Linked DNA regions of Sus scrofa: region 2 is linked to region 1. The links are chromatin contacts, called in public Hi-C maps. All regions are on one chromosome and are shown on one strand. The core of a region is the stretch at or near the end of the contact, and the rest is flanking DNA. Distances in the headings are between cores, read along the strand shown.

The links. Hi-C and Micro-C count contacts between places; a contact is called where the count stands out from the background.
Region 2: a contact with region 1 is called in a Hi-C map of adipocytes, with 3 times the contacts expected there. The contact joins two enhancer-like sites. A contact is called at or near these places in 2 of 47 Hi-C or Micro-C datasets (adipocytes and embryonic fibroblasts).

Annotation. Positions count from the first base shown.
Region 1 is chr13:52,490,976-52,498,048 of Sscrofa11.1, forward strand. All of the region lies in intron 7 of FOXP1 (forkhead box protein P1), which reads right to left. Among named protein-coding and RNA genes, the nearest start is that of FOXP1, 480 kb to the right of the region's middle. Within about 2 kb of position 4,411, at least 19 of the 83 cell types and tissues checked have an H3K27ac peak or open chromatin away from gene starts, as enhancers often do.
Region 2 is chr13:52,926,431-52,933,503 of Sscrofa11.1, forward strand. The region is part of intron 2 of FOXP1 (forkhead box protein P1); the gene reads right to left. Among named protein-coding and RNA genes, the nearest start is that of FOXP1, 44 kb to the right of the region's middle. Within about 2 kb of position 3,186, at least 35 of the 83 cell types and tissues checked have an H3K27ac peak or open chromatin away from gene starts, as enhancers often do.

The DNA of each region.
Region 1 (7,073 bases), core at 3,161-5,660:
TTGTCTTTTTAAGGCCTCACCCGCAGCATATGGACGTTCCCAGGCTAGAGGTCCAATTGGAGCTGTAGGTGCAGGCCTACACTGCAGCCACAGCAATGCAGGATCTGAGCCACAACTGAGACCTACACCACAGCTCATGGCAACGCCGGCTCCTAAACCCACTGAGGGAGGCCAGGGATTGAACCTGTGTCCTCATGGATGCTAGTTGTGTTCATTACCTCTGAGCCACAATGGGAACTCAACTAATCTTCTGAACTCCACAGGATAAGCATGTGGTTATCCCCATTGTATAGATGGGAAGTCTGATTTGTTCTGATCAAGGCTGGTTAACCACAAGCTGACTACCAGCAAAAGGATGGTCACTGTTATACTGCTAAAATGTGTATTTGAATACACACTGATGTTCCCTGAATTAAAACATTATTTGGAGTTTAGCAGGTACTCATTTTCCTTTTAAAAGGAGTTTATGTAATTATGAGAAGAGCTGACTTTTCTGGGAATTTCCTATGTCCCCAGCAATGTGCAAGCACTTTGCATGCATTAATCATCTACTCTTCCCAATCGCCTTCAGGTAGGTGAGGTCATCAGTCACCTTCTTGAGATGAGAAAATGGAAAGACAGCGAGGTTAAGCTACTTTCCAAGGTCACACGGCAGTAAGGGTGGTACTAGGACTTAAAGCTGGCAGCCTGACTGACACTGGAGATCATGCTATTAGCCATGATGTGGCTCTCTCACCATATTCTGAAACACCAATCTCTGACACTCTCTACCCCCTTGCTGAGTTTATATGGTGACCCAGTGCATAAGATCCTGTGCCTTTAAGGACAAATCACAGCTCATTTTTGACCATAAAGAGGTACAGCTGCAGGATCAACATACGGTTTGCACCATCTCAGATAAGGATATAAGGGAAACACAAAGTACATGTTTAATTTTAGATAATAGTTCAGCAGTTACCACAGGATCTATCAGGCTCTCCAGACAAAAAAAAAAAAAAAAAAAATCCCAAATCCTTCTCTACTCTGGGGTGTGATCAGTAGAGACCATGTCAGGTAAGTCAACCTTGGAAATGAGAAGCCACACAAACCGCCACTCCCGACTCCAGTGGCCATGGCAGACATGGCTAATCAATCACAGTAATCCTAGAGAAGCCATCCTGGTTCAAGATTCTTTCAAACGGCATTCTAGGCAGAGTTTCAAACCCAGACTGAACAAAACCTCTGTGCTCTGTTTATTCCATGTGGTTTGGACTCTTAATTTTATTTATAGAATAAATAACAATCACTTTATGCTATCAAATAAAGAACAAACCAGACATAATTTCACCAATGTCTTATTAAAAGCAGCTTCATTAGGGCTGATGAAGCAGTTCTTCTGAGTGCAGACAAGGAAGTGCCTGGCTGCGGATCATGAGTGCAGAGAAGATGGGAAGGATCGGCGAGGCTGGAGCTATAGATGTCAACGAAAAAGAGCCATGGGGCAGCAGAGCCGAAAATTCAGATATGGGGTGGGGGGGAGTGTATCATACAGCTTTTAGTTTCCTTCTGAAGAAAAGCAGGCAGAGATACAATTCTCTTGGAATCCAATGCAAACAATTTAATCAGTGTCAGAATGAGCAACATTTGCAATCCTGGATTGGGTGGGCTCGGAAATATTATCAGATAGATGGTATTTATATCTACTTCCTGACAAAAGGCTCTGAATCCCTAGGTGTCCCCCAACCCCTCCATACCCCTGCCCCAGTAAGGAGACTACAACCTTTGTCTCAGGTCATTTGACTTAATCTCAAGCTAGAATACTAAGAAACTGGAAGACGGCAGCAGAATTCAGACTTGGTATGGGAAAAACAGTGAACCACAGAAAGTTCATGAATAATAGAATCACATGGCACTTAGGGAAGGGTGAAAAGCAGTAGACAGGCTAGGAGATACGCATGAAGAACAGAAGATGCTCTGAGGGGTTGGAGCAGCATAACTGATCGTTTTTTTGCCTAGTGCTAGGCATACGCTTCCTGAAGGTTTGAACTCTGGAACAAGGTAGCAGCAGAGGAAACAGAGGGAAAGAAAAGAAAGGACAGAAGAAGCCCAGGGGAAGGAAAAATGGAAGATCTGATAATGTGGTGAGGATGAGGGAAATGAGTAAGTTGATGACAACGCATGACTGACTAATAGGACCTGGCAACAAAAATGATCAGTTGGATTGGTGATAACTGAAATCAATGAAATGATGAGCTAACAGAGAGTCATGGGTGGGCAGCCAAGGGGGGCACATACAGGCTTCAAGTCATGGGTAAAGAGGGACTAGAACAAGCAAAGAAGACAGAGGTGCTACTGGAGATGATTCAAGGAACTCAACTTTGGGAAAGGAATGAACTTGGGTTCCAGCAGCACAGTGGGAAGCAGAAAGAGAATGGTGTGGAGACCAGAGGAGACTGAATGGAAGGGGTTTAAAAGAAGGCTATTTCCAAGAAGAAGAAACAGCCAAAGAAAGGATCACAGGCTGTGACAAAGTCAGATATGTTGGAAAAAGGATGGAGACAAAGGCTCTGCATTTAGTGACAATAACAATCAAGACAATGATGACGGGGAAAGCCAGATGTGGGGGAGGTTAGGAAGCAAAGTACTCATCTGAAGAAAAAAAAAAAAAGAGTTGAAACAGCAAGCAGAATGCTCAGGCTCTAAAAGCTTGGTAGCAAAAGACGGAGCTTGAGAAAAAGAACTGGGAAGGACCGAGTCATCCAGAGTTTTTGAGTTACCCATTTAAGATCCGCATTTTACCACGAACACCGATAAATGCTGGGCTCTGTCTGTTTGAATGTTTACCGAATTTCCTCAATGGGATGTAACATAAAAGGACAAGGGCTGGCAGTCTTTGCCCAATTGTGTCCTGGCAGCTTTAAATTCTCCTACTTAAGTAGTTCAAAATCTGTTCTTTTGATGAAAGGGGGTAAGTTATGAATAGAAGTCAGCAGCCCTACACCCCTTAAAAATGACTAGTATTCAGTCTCTGTAATTTACTGGGCATTGATTTCTAACTCAAACAATCCCAACAGCAAGGCGGCTGAAGTCCACCAAAAGTTCAAAATGGGATATGTTCTCTTTAAAATGTTGAGAGCGACTAAATATGACAACCATCTGATGTATGAAAATTATTCACAACCAAAAACAGACAGTCTGGAAATAGCCGGGATGACTTCATTTAGACAGAATTACCCAAATCTGTTTCTAATATACACAGTACACATAATAAATTTTTACAATATGACAAGGAAAACAAACTTAATAAAAGTTCCCGATCTTTTGTTACACAAGCATGCTATATCCATGCTATGTTTATAATAGTTTGCCCATGATATCACAGCTCAGTAACAAAGGCCCAAGCAATACAAAAACAGTTACTAGGCATGACATCAACTCACAACTACCGTAATTACATCGGTACACAAATTTCCCAAACTGTACATTTTCCAAACTGCTTCTCAATTTCAACGGCTGCCTTTAGACAATTACTTGCAGAGTTGTCTGCAGGCTTTGAGTAATACCCGTCTTTCTTCTCTTTCCCAAGCGTCATTTCCCTTTAGAAAGTGCATATTTCAATTACAAGCAATATTTTTCAAATATGCCCATAAACATATGTCCAAATTAGGAGACAGTGTGGTCTGGTGGTTAGTGACAAGCATTCGGCTTCAGCAACTGATTCGGTTCCCTTGGCTGGCCCTGTTTCTTACAGCCGGGCAGCAGCTCAGTGAGAAGAGACAGAACGTAATAGAGGAGAGAGAGCAAAGATGCTTGAGCTGGACTGTTTGGGCTGGGATCCCAGCGGTGCCACTTATCAACTCTCTGGCCCGGAGCAAGTTCATTTCTTTAGGCCCCACTTTCTTCCTCTGCAAAATGGGAATAATGATAGAATTTCCCCTCATTTGTACAATACAGTAGTTGGTGCCTAGAAAGTACAGTATAAGGGCTTTCTCTTTAATGTTATTACTGTTGAATTTCTGGGGCTCAGTTTCCTATTTGAAAACCTGGCTTAACTTATCCCGGACCATGGTGAGCTATGTCAATTTCCATCTAGGTCCCACTACCTGGACATAGTGAGGTTCAATGAACAAAGTTTGAATGGATGAATGAATGAATGAATAAATGAAATCCATAGGTTCTGCAACACCCAGTCATTACAGAAGCAAAAACTATCGTCTCGTAGAAATTGGTTTTCATCCCATTTCTCTAATTGCTTGCTTTCAGACTATTGCTAATGCTGATAAATACCTCCAACCCAAGTGAAAGAATAGGCATAGGGGAAAAAAAAGATACTGCCTTGTGATTTCAGAAGCATATTTCTCTAAGGACCAAACTTTTCTAGCCCATCCCATGTGCATGACCTCTGTCTCACTGGGTTGCATGGTCAGCTGGCTTTCCCGACCGGGCAGGGCGCCAGGGAGCTCGACTACCCCCATTGTCACTTCTGGTCCATGGTGCTTGCACCAAATGCTGTTATTCTAGGCTTCAGGAAATTTTCTAACCACTGGATAGGGTCCAATGCTGTGTGCTAATGAGTTTCAGATTGGAGGACTTCACTGTGCATGTGTCAGAAAAGTGCCATGGTTTATGGTGAGGTGGGGGCAGGGAAGAAAAGACACACACAAAAAAGGGAAGAAAAAACAGTAGTTAAAAAATGCTGGCTACTCAAATTGACAGGGAACGTGACCTCTGCACTTCATCAGAAATTCCTGCAGACTTAGAAAATAAAGGAGTTTGCTTTTATCACACACTGTGAGACTCACATGGAAAAATGGAAAACACTACATCACTTGACCTCGGCATGGCCCCTTTCAACCACAGACGAATATTGTGTACAAAAATTCTAAATCAACTTAAGATGTCCAAAAAAAAAAGCTTTAATTTTTTTTTTTTTTTTTGCCTTAGACTTGATGATTACTATTTTGATTCTTGAGATTTTGCTGAGAAGGTTCACACAGGAAAAGGACTCCTAATGCCAGGAAGAGTATTTCTCTCACTTTAGGAATGGTCGTGGAGTGGACGTGGTGGGATAGGCACATCGAGGTCTACATGTCCCTAACTCCCTGGAAAATAATGAGCAAGCCTCACTTACCCAGGTTTGAAAGTCACCCAAGACTGAATCATGATTATTTGCTTACATTAACAGAACATTAAAACCAATTTGAAACAACTTAAGGAAACTCTAGCCATCTTGGCTTAGTGATTCACTTCTCTGGGAAGCGTTTTCACCCCCCACACCCCGTCAAAACAACCAACAGGCTTGCTATCAAGAAAGACTCCTCATCCAGCTAGCACAGCCTACCAAAGAAGCCCTTCTTAGGAAAGCCTAAGTCACAGGCACTTTTTTGAATAATGAGATTCCATTTTCATTTTTCTCTCTCTCTCTCTTTTTTTTTTTCTTTTCTTTTTTTGCCACACTTAAGTCCTGGTGACTTTAAAAGTCCAATCCTTTCACATCCTCCAACTGTCATCAACATTTTTTTCAGACGATGTCAATAAAATTGATTGCTTGCAGTTCTGAATTCTGCTCTGCACATGGAAACAATATCATTTGTTTTAAAGTATTTTCGATGGGGGCGGAAGGAGAAACAGAACGTCAGCAAGCCTATCCACAACACTGGGGTGGGGTGGGGGGTGGGGAACCAACCAGAAGCAAAGAAAATGGTCGGCTGGAAACTCTGACAAAAATTCCCGATATATAAACCCTGCACCTTACTGTTATGCTGACTGATATGTCTTCCTGTCAGATATGAATGATGTTTCTGGAACATTAATACGTTCATTAAATGCTAACTCCCCGTACTTAAAATATTCCATACTTTGGCTCCGAGGCATCTTGACAGCTTTGTTGTAATCATATATGTGAGGCCCCAGACTACACAGTTGTTGAGATGCCTCATACCTACAAGCAATCTGTTGCTTTTACAAGTTTAATCTAGGTATTAAGGGGCTGATCGTGGAACCACGTCGACTTGACATCTTTGACTCAGTTGTATATCACAGAAACCACTATGGGTGGTGACAGACTCCTAGGATGCCTAGCAACCGTACATACCTCTAACTCTGTGATCTGTAATACGACAAAATACGGCTGGGTTCCCCCCCCCCCCCTTCTCCCGAAGCACAAGTGGACGACCAGCAAGGGTCCGACAGTGTTATTCCTAATTACCTTTTTTTTTCACTCTTGATCCTGTGGCTCTCATAATTAGTTACCTGGGGCTGCAATCCAATTTGAAGTGATGACAAGAAAGTGATCCATGAAAAAGTAATAAGTTAAATCCAATTTCAGCCTTCCTCTAATTAAATGCACATGGAACTAATGACTCCAACCCTAGCATTTCAGTGATAATGGTAATTAGCGAGGTGGGAGTCGCTCTCTTTTTCAACACTGGAGGTGTAAACCACAAGGTAAAATGGTGGGAGCGCTCTTAATTACATGTGTCATTTTGTCAGCAATTTACACATTTTTGACCAGTCAAGTATGTTTTTTTCCTCCCTGCTCCTCCCCACCTCCTCGCCCCAACAGTGATTATAACATACTATTTCCATGTTCCAACACATGGAAGCTCCTAAGAGCAAGCACTTCAGGCTGGAGCACAGGAAATAACTTTCCTTTGCTGTTGTTCACTGCTGTGACACATAACTCTTGCCCACGAATGCACACGTGTGTGCGCACATATGTTCGTGCACACACACACACAGCAACAATTAGGATAATTAGGCAGATCTTAGTCTTCCTAATTGAAATTAAGATATTTACAGTAGAAATTGGTTTTTGTTGGTGGGGGTCTTATTTTTGCTTATGATATGAAAAATGTAATAATTTGCTTATTGATGGAAAACAAGGCACTCAGTAGATACTGAGCAAATACACACGGAAGGAGAAGCAATAATTAACTCCTGATAACATACTGGTTGTCTGTGTGCTAACAAGTCACTTGGCTTCTCTGAATGTTCATTTTTCCTTATCCATAGAAGGGTTTCAGGACAGCACTATACCACAGAGTAGCTATGGGACTGATGCTCCACATTAAGCATATAGTAAACATTAGCTA
Region 2 (7,073 bases), core at 1,936-4,435, 430 kb after region 1:
AGTCATCAGAGCCACAGCAGTGACAATGCCAGATCCTTAACTGCCCGAGCTACCAGGGAACTCCTAGAACTTTTGATTAGTATAAATGTGAACTTGAAACTGCAGAAAGCCAATGGGTGACTGTGTAGGAAACAAGGACGAAAGCTTAAGAGAAACCAAAAGTAAAACTAAAGGTAGATTTCAAGGAGATAACATGTGAGGATTCAGGCCAGCCTTCAACCTCCTTGAGGGCAGACTCAGTGTCTGTTGCTCATTTAGCATGGAGTAGGCCCTCAAGAAACATTTGTTGATGAATAAAATTCTTAACACTAACAAAGTGTTTACTCTGCGTTTCCTATTTTAGGCCATAAATAGGCCTTAAGTATGAGTTTCCTTGAGCCACAGATTCATTACAATGGTGTGGATTGCAGCTATTACTGATCATAATGGGAAAACATATTCACAGGCAAGAGAACGTTTGGTGAGGACCCCCCCACCATTTAACAAGCTCCCTTACCGTTGGTCCAGCTAAGAAGTTGAAGATGTCACAAGACAAGGAAGAAAATGGGATAAGCCCTGAGCATCCTGGAACCAGCACTGGTCCTCTTGACAATGATGTAGACAATGTAGAATGACACCCAAAGGGAAAACAAAGAATGCTTCAGACGGGGCCAGAAGGGCAAAGAGGAGGAAGGACAAAGAAAGGGAGAGCAAGAAGAGCAAACCCCTCTCTTCTGCAATAGGAAAAGTGGAAACTCAAGGCTAAATATGGTATTTATCAGTACTATAATAATGGATGATCAATTAAAATCATAAGCTTTCACTAAGGACTAGTGTACACTGTGCTGTGCTGGCACCATGCTGAGGGGCCCATGCACATAGTCTCATCAACCCCTTTGTGACAATTCCGAGGCAAGTGTTATTATCGTTAGAGACGTTAGGATAACTTGTCCAAGGCCTCAACCTCCAGACAGCCACAATTGGCATTTAAACTCAGATCACCTGACGCCAAAATGCACCTATCATGCAGGGTGTGCGCACAGATAAATTCATACTGTACACACCTACTCACAAGTGCAGCAAACATCTGCCACCCTATACAGTTACTAACTCGAATATCCTCATACTCATTACTAATTTGATTCCAAACAGAAATCAAAAGTTTACAAGGAGGTCACTGCCCTTACTCTTTTTAGGGGAACAAGACAAATGAAATGCCTAATAGAAAGCTTGCAAATACTGTGCCATTAAAACCACACATATCATAAAGCCCAAGACCATGTTGTTTCCTGGGGCCTGTGGGGGAATACTGGGGTTACATTCTGGATCTGTCGCAAACCAGATATGTAACTTTGAAAATGTCCTTTTTTTTATTAGTAAATTTTCCTGCCCAAATCTGCAAGGCCACTGCCAATTCTATGATTCTACCAATTTACTCTTCTTCTAAGCTTTCAATGATTAGGTCATCAGCTCTCATTGTACGCATACTTACACCGTCATCAAACCCACTGGTCAATTATGGGTCTCAATGCAGGGCAAATGAGAAGAAGTATATGTGGGCACATTGAAAAGTACCCTTGATCAGAATGCCATTTCTCAAGAAAAGAAAAAGGAAGGGTGCGGGGGGTGCAGGTGGGGGAATAGATTTGCTTTGATAAAGTGCATCCTGAGCCTTTCTTCCCCTGCCTGCCTGGTCCATATTCTAAATCACTTCCGTGCTTTCACATAGTAAATTTTCTGCTAGATGTCTAGATATGCTGGAGATCAGGTTACAGTGTGAAGGACAAAAGATAAAAACAATCTGCATACTTCCATCTGGCTCTTCAGAACAAAGTCTAGAAACTTGAAATGTGAGGAGAGAAGCATGCTCCTCGAGCTGCACAACAGATACAGCAAAATGTCACAGAAACAAATCTTTCAAGAGAATCAGAGATGCTGGAATGCGTAATTAACTAACATTTACTCTGAGGGCATAAAAAAAAAAAAAAAAAAAAGACCTGGGTACTAAATGCAATGCTGTCTCTATTACAAGGGGATGAAAGTTGAGAACAGACCAAGGTATTAGAAAATCCATACTGTGGGGATGCTATTCTTACTGTGGCCAAATGACTCCTTAAAAAAAGAAAAAAAAAAAAAAAGAAAGAAAAAAAAAAACAAGAAAGAAAGGAAGAAAGAAAAAGAAAAAAAAAGAAAAAGAAAAAACCCACCAAGCGCCTCTATGTATTTATTAACACAGTCTCGCCAAGTTTTCAGAACTCAAAAGTCAACACTCGAGGCTTGACTCGTGTCAAACTATTCCTTCGCCACATGGCACAGGGCCATGGAAGACGGATTTTCAATATGAAACAAACCAGAAGGTCCAATACAAACATGGGCTTTCCAATATATAAAATTTAAGAAAAGCCAGGGTCTGTGCAGAAAACATTAAACTGGTTTATATATCAAAATCATGAGGTTTAAGCAGAAACGCAGCATTAAAATAATTTACAAAATGGCTCAACGATGAACATTTTCCTCCATGAAAAAACAACACCCTTAATGTTTTTCATATGGCACATAAATTTTACAATACCTGCAGGAATATTTTCATTGGTTACACCAACACTATAGGTCTTTTTAGCTCTTAACCATATTACGATTCTTGCCTTTTTATAGCATTTTTGTTGTTGTTTGCACCCCATGTAATAAGCTTTTGAGAACAAGACGCAAACCACAATAAAAAAGGGAAAAAAAAAAAAGGACTACCCTTTGTGACTGCAACTTTCACAAGAGGTTGGGGGTGGGGCAGGAGAGGGCTTCCAACCTACTTTTTATAGCTGCTATCTTGTTGCAATTAGTGTAAAATAATTGTCTGCGCAGGCCCAAGAAGAGGCTAAGTTGAGGCACTTGAATGCATTCCCAAAAATGATTTCCCTGCCTCTCCCTTCAGCCTGCTGCAACAGATGTTGGCTGTTAAGCTGCGCAGACGACACAGTTCATGACTCTTCTAAGACGGCTGTGTGCCACATCTGCAGTTGATGAAATGGAGAGCAGAAGTGTGGCAGACACACAGAGGCGAGTGTGAGCGAGGCAGGCAGGCGCAGGCTGGGCCCGGGGAACTGTCTTGAAGGCTGGCCTAAAAATAGACACACGCTCACACTCCTCCACCCTCTGCATCCAACCTCATAAAACCGGGCCTGCCTGTCCTATTATGGAGTCAGCCTATGGCAGACGCTTCCTGCATCCAACTCGGGCTGCGGATACCGAGAGAGCGTCACGGCGGGAGTGGAGGGAAGCAGGCTGTGCAGCATCCTCAAACTGCAGCTTCGCTCTCCGAGCCTCGGTAGGACTGGGCTGCGGTCCAAGTTCAGCTGGGCCCCCAGAGAAAGGCAATGCTTGTGTTTAGCCCGCACAATACTGACATAACATTAACAGATTTACATATGCAAAACTGTGAAGCAACAGGCATTCCCCCTCAATTGACCCACAGCTTGTAGTGTCTGCCGAGTTATTCCCCGCTTCGGCTCTGTAACCAAGTGGGCGGCATGCGAATACCATCTGGGTACCACTTATTGAAAACTGGCAGTCGTTCTGTAATAGGCAAGCTGGCAATAAGAGGGAAGGGAATAAATTGCATCATTTAGTTAACATCCACTTGCTTTGCGGCTGTTAAAAACCCATGACTGAATAATAATTTGGTTATTTCTTTTGCCAGAAACTGCCGTCAGCCAAATCATACTACGCACGCTGCAGAAATCAACTTGCAAAATTTCCACTTGAAAAAGGATTGAGGAGGATCAGGGCGCAATGGGCACCAAGCTCTGTTTGTGAACAGTAGTGACTGTGGCGACTGTGGCTGTGGGACCTCCGTGTCCTCACTAGCCCGTGGTCGATGGTGCCGAGCCCTTGTCAGCCACCCGGCCACACTGGGCCCCAGCATCAGGCTGTGATGTGCAATAATGGCCCTGAGAGGCGCCGACCGAAGGGTGTGTGTGTGACAACTTATCTACATGGCTCTCTGCTGGCCATGATGCAGATGTGGCCAGGTAAGCCTGGTGTGGAACTGACATCTCCTAGTCTCTGCCTCAAAACAAAGTGGGTTCAGTGAACAGGCTCACAGGAAACCCGAGCACTACCTGCCTGAGTCCCCTAATTCGATGCTTAGAGCAATCAGGCGGCATTGTTCCTTTGTGGTTTGCTCAACTGCTTCCAATCTGACTAATAAAGTGCCAGAAACCTTAGACCACCACAAATAGGTAGAAGTGATCTTCAGGGAAATCCATGTGTCTGAAGTGGATCTCTTTTGAATATTTTTGTAAAGATATGAAATTATCACCTTATTTCCTCTATACTGAGTGTGCGTACAGATGTATAGACATGCATATACATATACATACTATTTTTCTTTTTATGTCTTTTAGGAAAATCAAGGCTAACATATGCCAAAGAGACCAATGCTATGGCAATCTTTTAAAGTTATGTTTCAAAAATGTGTATCTTTTCATTATTTATACCTTTATTAATTTCTATGACATTGGTCCCTTACACATTTTAGTCTTGATTCTCCAAAGAGACCTAAAAAAGGAAAAGATAAATAGCTAATAGAAAGAAATAAAATGTATATATGCATGGCTTTTAAAAACTGCAATAGCTGGGAGTTCCCGTCGTGGTGCAGTGGTTAACGAATCCGACTAAGAACCATGAGGTTGCGGGTTCGGTCCCTGCCCTTGCTCAGTGGGTTAACGATCCGGCGTTGCCATGAGCTGTGGTGTAGGTTGCAGACGCGGCTCGGATCCCGTGTTGCTGTGGCTCTGGCGTAGGCCGGTGGCTACAGCTCCGATTCAACCCCTAGCCTGGGAACCTCCATATGCCGCGGGAGCGGCCCAAGAAATAGCAACAACAACAACAACAACAAAAAGAGACAAAAGACAAAAGACAAAAAAAAAAAAAAAAAAAAAAAAACTGCAATAGCACTGGTCATTTACACATGCTTCGGCCTTGATTTTCCTCAAAAAACACAGAAAAAGAAAGAAATGGAAAGAAACAAAAGGAAAACCTGGAACAACAAAAGGATAAAGCAGGAAAGAAGATATGGAAGTGAACATACTTCACTGGATCAAGTAAAAAAAGGAAGAGACCATTTGCCCTGATGTTAATGGCAGAAATACATGTTTACAAAATCCAAACTCTAAGCTCTCCTTACTTTTGCATTTGAAAAGAAAAGGCTAAAAATCTTTCAAAGCCCCAAACAAATTAAAGACCACTGGATTTTATAAGGGGGGTGGACTTTCTGACAATAACAGTCAGCTGTTTGTACCCTAAAATAGGCAGAATACAATCACGAAGGTGGAGAACAGAAAAAGAAGGTAGGACCAAATCGTTACATATTTTATAAACCACATTTGCAAATCACCAAATGTTTAAGCGAAACTTGGGTAACAGTTATTTTCCAGGGAATGATGATAAATAAGAAAGATAATAAATTCCCCCCACCCCCAGATTCAGGTTACGATTGTAATCCTACCTAGCTCTAAACAGCTTACAAAGCAGACTAAGTCACTTGTTTATCTAGAGATATCAAAAGATGTTAGGACCATAAGGCAGTCAGCTGAATTTGCTCCTTAAAAGGATGAGAAACAAAAGGATATCTCCAAGTCGTTGATCTTCTAATCAGTTTGTTAAAAGGAAGCTAAATAGTTATTATATTCACACACACACACACACGTGTATTCAGGAACATGCACATCCGCCCCTCCTCCTTACCTCCACCCCTAATAAAATCAGCAAGCAGTCCAGAACTACCACGGGCCTGAGGGTCAAGAGAACTGGTTTTCATCAAAGCTCTGCCATTTTCTAGCTGTGTGACCTTGGGCAAGTCCCAGTTTCTCTGAGCTTAATTCTCTTTTCTTGGAAAATAGTGATGTATAACAAAGACATGGTTAGCAATTCCCCAAATCTAAGCAAAATAATGGTTTTCCTAACAGTTCTTCATTGCACATTTATTATTACAAAATGTGAACCCTGAATTTCACATTACAAAATGTGAAAATAAATGAATCCAAGTACTCAGGATTTCAAAATTATTCTCATTTTACTTTGCAAATTACACTTAGGGTAAATATTCCTGGGGGTTTTGTTTGTTTTTAAAAATACACATACTGAAGGACTGAACTGCCTTAAACAAATATTTATCTTCCAGAACATTATATGTTCCTCAGTGTTTGTTTAAAATCCAAAAAGTTTCCAGTAACTCCAAGATTTCTATTTAATAGGCAATTTCTTAATAAATAAATAGAATACAAAGTTAACTTACATAGCCCGTCATTTTGGCAATAGGTAGGAATCGAGAGGTAAAAGTCGAAAGAACCTATAACCCAAACATGGTTTGGTCCAAAGCAAGATTCCAGAAAGCCAGCATTCCCAGGAAACATGTTTTTAACTTACTGTCACGTCTACTGTCAATGCTGCATATTTAAAAGTCATCCTTCTCTCCTTGTTGATTTCCACTGTTTCATTCCCCTTAAGCTCTTCCACCAATGAACCATGGCAGGGTTTTCCCTAAACCGCTTTAAAGGATGCATACATCCTGGCAAAAGGCCAAGATTCCAGCCAACATCAGCATTTTCCAGTTAACCCTCATCAACAACTCTATTGTCTTTCAGAAGTGGAGACAATGCACTTGACCTCTGGGCAGTGGCCTATGTGTGTGAAGGTTTCCCCAGGCGCAGTGAGACTTTGGTGCTAATCCACATGGCACCTTGCATAACAACTTCCCCCTCCTCTGACATCCAAGAGCAGACACTCACAGGCCAGCTGGCGAGGGTTTGCAGTCAGTGGCCAGGAAAGAGAGTGGAAGGTAACTGGTCCATGAGAGGCAGGAATTCCCACTTTGGCCTCATTAGCAAGAGGGCTGAGCCGCCAAGGCTAAGGTTAACATTAGCCAAATACACCTGGCTAATCTTGTAAAGAATAAAGATTTGCTCATTAACTCAGCTGAGAAAGGTGTGACCTACAAACCTGAAGAGCTATTTTCAGGTCCTTAACAGTGCTCATTTTGTGATCAAGTTACAAATTCCATGTGGTTCTTCCTAAGATCTCTTTCAAGGGTCTTTTGA